2 separate regions of the Mus musculus genome follow, and region 2 is linked to region 1. A link is a contact called in public HiChIP or PLAC-seq data. All regions are on one chromosome and are shown on one strand. Each heading gives the region's core, a stretch centred on a gene start, on an enhancer-like site or on the middle of the called end of the contact. The rest is flanking DNA. Distances are from core to core; before and after follow the strand shown. Region 1 has its middle 44 kb from the start of Bicdl1. Region 2 overlaps Pxn (paxillin).

Region 1 (2,858 bases), core at 336-2,835:
TTTCCCTCTTTGTTCAAGGCAGATAATTCAGATTGGATCTTTTTTCCTTTGTGACTGTAGGATTCTAATACTTGGCATAGGCATAGTCAATTCACATAATGACCAAGAATACTGGTGAAATTTTTGACTTGTAAATATCTCAAGGAAAGAATGGCTGTGCAATAGGATACATGCAAATTTACCTGTGAGCCTATTTTGTAGAACTTTATGTGGCTTCTGAAAGCTCTCAACAGATGTGACTGCCTACTGGTACAGATAGATATGTGAGGCTAGTTTTTTGTTTTTTGTTTTTTAAGATTTATTTATTTTGGGCTGGCAAGATGGCTCAACGGATAAGAGCACTGACTGCTCTTCCAAAGGTCCTGAGTTCAAATCCCAGCAACCACATGGTGGCTCACAACCACCTGAAATGAGATCTGATGCCCTCTTCTGGTGTGTCTGAAGACAGCTACAGTGTACTTAAATAAATCTTTTAAAAAAAATTTATTTATTTTATGTATGTAAATACACTGATGCTCTTCTCAGGCACACCAGAAGGGGGCATCAGATCCCATTACAGGTGGTTGTGAGTCACCATGTGGGTGCTGGGAATTGAACTCAGGTCCTCTGGAAGAGCAGTCAGTGCTCTTAACTGCTAAGCCATCTCTCCAGCCCGGGAGGCTGGTTTTTAATTGCCACTTGACACAGCCTAGAATCACCTGGGCAGAGAATCTCAGCAAAACATTGTCTGCATTGGGTTGGCCTGGAGGCATGTCATGGGTGTGTGTATGGAGGGATCAATTCATTAAGTTAACCGAGATGGGAAGACCTAGCCCAATGTGGGTGGCATCATCCCCAAAGCAGGGTTTCCAGTGGAGAAATAGAACTGGAAGACATGTGACTGGCTATTGTTTGAAGTCCTGCCTTGACTTCCCCACAATGCTTTGCAAGCTGAAATGAAACCCCCCCACACACCTCCCTTAAGTTGCTTTTTCTGTCAGAGTATTTTATCACAGCAAGAGGACTGAAATTAGAACAGACAGCCACCTCAGCCGTCTGTACTGTGGAAGACCTTGACTTCCCCCAAATCTGACACTCATTACCACATCTGCCTTCCAACCGGCGCTCAACCAGGCAGAGGAGACATTGCCATTCCCATCTCTAGGTGAGAAAATGAAGACAACCACAAGGTAAAATGACCTTCTAATGCAATTCAGGAGTCTGGAAGGAGAGAAGCAATTTCCAAATTCAATCGGTGGCGGGCTGCACCATGAGGAATTCGACGCTAACGGCTGAAGCTCAGAAGGCTGAGAATGATTTCTTTCCTTCTGTAAATAATGTATTATCCCTCTAACAACCTGATCCCTGCCAACGGTTAACATGCTTATCAAGGGCAGAGAAAGGAATAACATTATAACTGGCACACTGGCAAACCTCCTGGGGGGGAGGGGAGTAATGTATGTTGGAGGTCCAATGACAGGCTCTGTAGCACAGAAAAAAAAATAGTAAACCATGAAAAATCAATAGGTTAGTCAGTGCCCAGAATTGCTTCAGCCCTGAGAGGTGATGATTCACCCAAGATAAACATCGAACTGGTGTCATTCAAGATAAACACTGGACAGGGCCTTCCTGTCCATCCCCTCTGTCCTATTAAGGATCATTCGCATCCAGAAGTGGTACAGTGCACCACGCAGTCTCAAATGTTGTTACTGCTGCTGTTTTTGGAGACAGGGTTTTAGAGGTATTTGCCACACCTCCCCCTTCGCACCACCCCCCACCCCCACCCCACCCCAGAAAATGAATGTTTTTAAAATAAAAAAGGACTGCCCTAGAACAGAACTGTAGAACAATAGATTGTATAGAAATTATATTGAGCAATCCGAGGTACTCAAGTTATGTTACATATAAAAAAATTTTTTACAGATATTGTGCATGAATCCCTTGTATCTGAAAAAGGAAGGGAAGGGGTTAGGGAGAGAGGGAGGGAGGGAAGGAGAAAGGGAGACAGACAGACAGACAGACAGACAGATAGAAAAGGAACAAACATTCATTTGCCAAGAGATGGCTCAGCAGTTAAGAAAACTAGCTGCTCTTCCAGAGGACCCAGATTTGATTCTCAGCACCAATACAGCGGCTCCCAACAATCTGTAACTGCAGTTCCAGAGGATCTGATGTTCCCTTCTGGCCTCCACAGGCCTATATGCAGGCAAAACACACATATACTTAATATGTGTGTGTGTGTGTGTGTGTGTGTGTGTGTGTGTGTATGTGTGTTGTTGTTGTTGTTGTTTTTCCTGTGGATTCAAGGGAATCTAGGTGGAACTGATAGTGAGGTGTGCCCAGAGCTTAAAGCAGGGTAGCAAAAACTATCTGCAAAACACAACTGGTTCAAATGCAGAGACCATCCTGTGATGGAGAGTCCATCTGAATCGACAATCTGCAACACAATCCAGCTCCTAAGATCAGGAAACAAAGTTGCAAAAAGATTGTAAGAGGCAGGGGAGCAAGATATTCGCTAGGAGATAGTGTCTGCGGTGGCTTGAATGGGCTTGGCCCCCACAGATTCATGCGTTTGAGTGATTGGCTACAGAGAGTGGAATTGTTTGTAGGTGTGGCCTTTTTGGAGGAAGTGTGTCATTGTGTAGGAGGGCTTTGAGGTCGCCTATGCTCAGGCTTTGCCCAGTATGGAGGCTAGTCTCCTGGCTAGTCTCCTCCTGGCTGACTTAGGATCAAGATATAGAACTCTCAGCTCCTCCAGCACCATGTCTACCTGTATGCTGCCATGCTTCCTGCCATACGTGATCATAATGGGCTGAACCTCTGAAAGTGTAAGCCAGCCCCAACTGATCATGGTGTCTCTTCACATAAAACTCAAACTA
Region 2 (3,033 bases), core at 123-2,622, 240 kb after region 1:
GTTTCCTCCTCTCTCTGTACCCTAACTTAGTCCTTACCTGTGGCTTGAATAGACTTGTAGTCCCCGTGCCCCAGGGCCCCTCACTAGTTGGTACAGCAATACAGGAGGCCACCTAAACACAGCCTCTGAGGCTCTGGGTCCTGTGCTGTAGACACCTAGCCTAGCGGTCCCATCGGCCGCTGTTAAAGGCTAAAGCCCCCAAAACCCAGCAAACTCCTCCCCTGGCTTCAGTAAACACAGCCAGGATGAGGCTTCACAAAGCAGCCTCCCTACCTGCCAGGCTTCCCCAGGCTTCAGCCGTGGCTACAACCTTTCACTAGCTCTAAATATACAAGGGGTGTTAGAAACTCCTTCACCTCACGCCTCAATGGCCCCATCCTTTAGTACATACAGAGGTCAGACAAAGATCCATCACCACCTGTGTCCTTCTTCTCACAGACTAAAGGGCCCAGAGCTGGGGCACCTCAGAGTGCATCAGCATCACCCCACTAAATTGTTGGGTCCAGGCTTGACACCATTTCAACTAAAGTCCGAACCAAAAGCTTGAATCCACTAGAGGGGGAAAGCAAAAATCACGGGGGGGGGGGGGCGGGAGGGCAGGTCTGTGCAGCCCTGGGTATGGATGGCAAAACTCACAGTGCTGTGTACTGTTGAGTAAGCGTGCGGGCCTTCCGCTGCTCACCACCAGAGGGAGCCGTTGGTCTATCACCTTCCTGCTACCAGGGGTAACCTCGTGCAACCGCAGAATTTTCTTGCTGAGCTAGGGAAAGACTAGGGAGTCCCCAGGCACAGTGGGAAGTTTCAGTCTCAGAGAAGCTAGAGCCGGCGGCACAGAGCTGGCACGGAAACCAGCCTGAGTGCCAAGACCCTGGGCATGCAAATTGGGACATCTGGAGGTGCAATCTAAGGGTAGCATGAAGTTCAAGCTCCACAGACCCAGAGGGACACATTCAGTCAGCTTCCACTATCTCTTCTGCAAATGCAGGGCACAGGCACCCCATTTTATAGCTGTACCTTGCTCGGGCTACAGCTTGAGGCAATACCACCTTCAAGCCAGGAACCTGCACTGGAGCCCAGCACTCAATGGCAGGACTGTCCCATTACTGGAGGAGGAAGGGCACCCACATGTCGAGGCCAGAAGACAACGTTCGGGGAGTCAGTTCCCTCCCTGTACCATATGGCGCCCAGGGACTGGACTTGGGCTGTCAAGACTTGATAGTAAGCACCCCGGAACTCCCTTCCACCCATCCCAACCCCCACTGAAAGGACAGCCAAGGGGAGAATCGGCGAAGCCTTCCCACCCTATGCCCATGCAGAGCTCTTTCCCAAGCGGTGCCCCTTTGTTCTAGCTGTCCCCAGCCACATCTTAGGCATGTGATACAATCTGTCAAAAGGCAGAGTCCTGGCGCTGGACAGGTGCCAAGAGCGGTGAGCTCCAGGTCCAACCCAAGGTGGTTCAGGTTCTGCGGCCGGAGCTGGGGCCCCAGCCATTCCTCAGGTGGCTGGATGTTACAGCCTGCACTTGGGGATTTGCAGACAGGCTGTCTGCTCTCTGGATGAACTGCCTGGATAGGGGCCTGTGCCTCAGCTGTCTTGCCTGCCCCACGTTTCCAGGAATGTCATCATTTTAAGCTTAGGGTTCAGATCAAACAAGAAAACGGGCATCAAGTGCCTACTGGGCACCGGGATCAAATCACGGCACAGTTAGCATGTGGGAGGTGCTGAACAGGCAGGAGCTCTGTACTAGAGGACCCACAACTCTAAGGACAAAGAAATGTCATACCCAGTGCTGGGATGGCAGACAGGGCATCATTCTACCCAAAACAAGGCCTTGGAGGGAGACCCGGTTGTTCTTGGTTGTCCTTGACTGGAATTAACTAAAACCCAGGCAGGGGAACACCTGTGAGGAATTTTCCCTCAACTACGTGGTTGAAGTGGGAAACCCAGTGCTTTGGTTTTGGTTTGGTTTTTTGGTTTTTTTTTGGTTTTTCGAGACAAGGTTTCTCTGTGTAGCCCTGGCTGTCCTAGAACTCATTTTATAGACCAGGCTGGGCTTGAACTCAGAAATCCACCTGCCTCTGCCTCCCAAGTGCTGGGATTAAAGGCGTGTACCACCATGCCCAGTGAAACCCAGTTGTTTTTTTTAAAGATTTATTAATTATTATATCTAAGTACACTGTAGCTGTCTTCAGACACACCAAAAGAGGGTATCAGATCTCATTACGGATGGTTGTGAGCCACCATGTGGTTGCTGGGATTTGAACTCTGGACCTTCGGAAGAGCAGTCGGTGCTCTTAACCACTGAGCCATCTCTCCAGCCTGAAACCCAGTTTTAATCTGGACTTTTGTTTGTTTGTTTTTAAAATTTTGAACTAGTGGGCTCTGGAAGTGCTCTTAGCCACTGAGCCATCTCTCCAGTCCCTCATTCTGATCTGGGTTGGGAAGATCCACCCTGAACCCGGACTGAACCATCTGCTCACAGCCTACATAAAGGACATAAAGGACATGGAAGAAGGAAGTTCGTTTTCTCTTTCTCTCTCTCTCTCTCTCTCTCTCTCTCTCTCTCTCTCTCTCTCTCTCTCTCTCCCTCTCCCTCTCCCTCTCCCTCTGGCAAGTCCATTCCTTAGAGCCTACTTCTTGGGGATTCTGGTGTGTAGAGGACACAAGGCCCTTGTGCTCACAGATAAGAATCAGGGAAACCAGGGATGACAAGCACACAGGTTTGTCTCTTTAAGGGAAGGGATGTGTACCTGTCTTCCACCCAGAAGGCTGAGAGTGGGTGTGGTTAATATCCTGGTGATCTGTGGGGCCAGCACATACCCCAGGCCCCTAGACCATTATGCCTATCCCAGACTCTTCCTCCCTAGACCTTTATCTTGAACACGGTTTCTCAGTCAATCAAGCCCATCCCTAGGAGAGATGTCACGTGCGTGTACTTTGTAATTTGGTGGCCTCTCCCATGACCTAGACCACACCAGATTCTCCCCTGGGCCCTTAAGCTATAGAACAGTTAGGACAGTTTCTCTGCCTGCC

The links. HiChIP or PLAC-seq counts read pairs in DNA pulled down with a chosen protein or histone mark.
Region 2: a contact with region 1 is called in a FOXA1 HiChIP or PLAC-seq map of pancreatic cancer cells. The contact joins two enhancer-like sites. A contact is called at or near these places in 1 of 115 datasets of contacts at active chromatin or transcription factors (pancreatic cancer cells) and 1 of 9 other capture datasets (liver).

Annotation. Positions count from the first base shown.
Region 1 is chr5:115,774,203-115,777,060 of GRCm38.p6, reverse strand. No RefSeq gene overlaps it. Among named protein-coding and RNA genes, the nearest start is that of Bicdl1, 44 kb to the right of the region's middle. Within about 2 kb of position 1,585, at least 17 of the 459 cell types and tissues checked have an H3K27ac peak or open chromatin away from gene starts, as enhancers often do. A contact at or near this core is called in pancreatic cancer cells, where this site is marked.
Region 2 is chr5:115,536,535-115,539,567 of GRCm38.p6, reverse strand. All of the region lies in intron 1 of Pxn (paxillin), which reads right to left. Among named protein-coding and RNA genes, the nearest start is that of Rplp0, 21 kb to the left of the region's middle. Within about 2 kb of position 1,372, at least 78 of the 459 cell types and tissues checked have an H3K27ac peak or open chromatin away from gene starts, as enhancers often do. A contact at or near this core is called in pancreatic cancer cells, where this site is marked.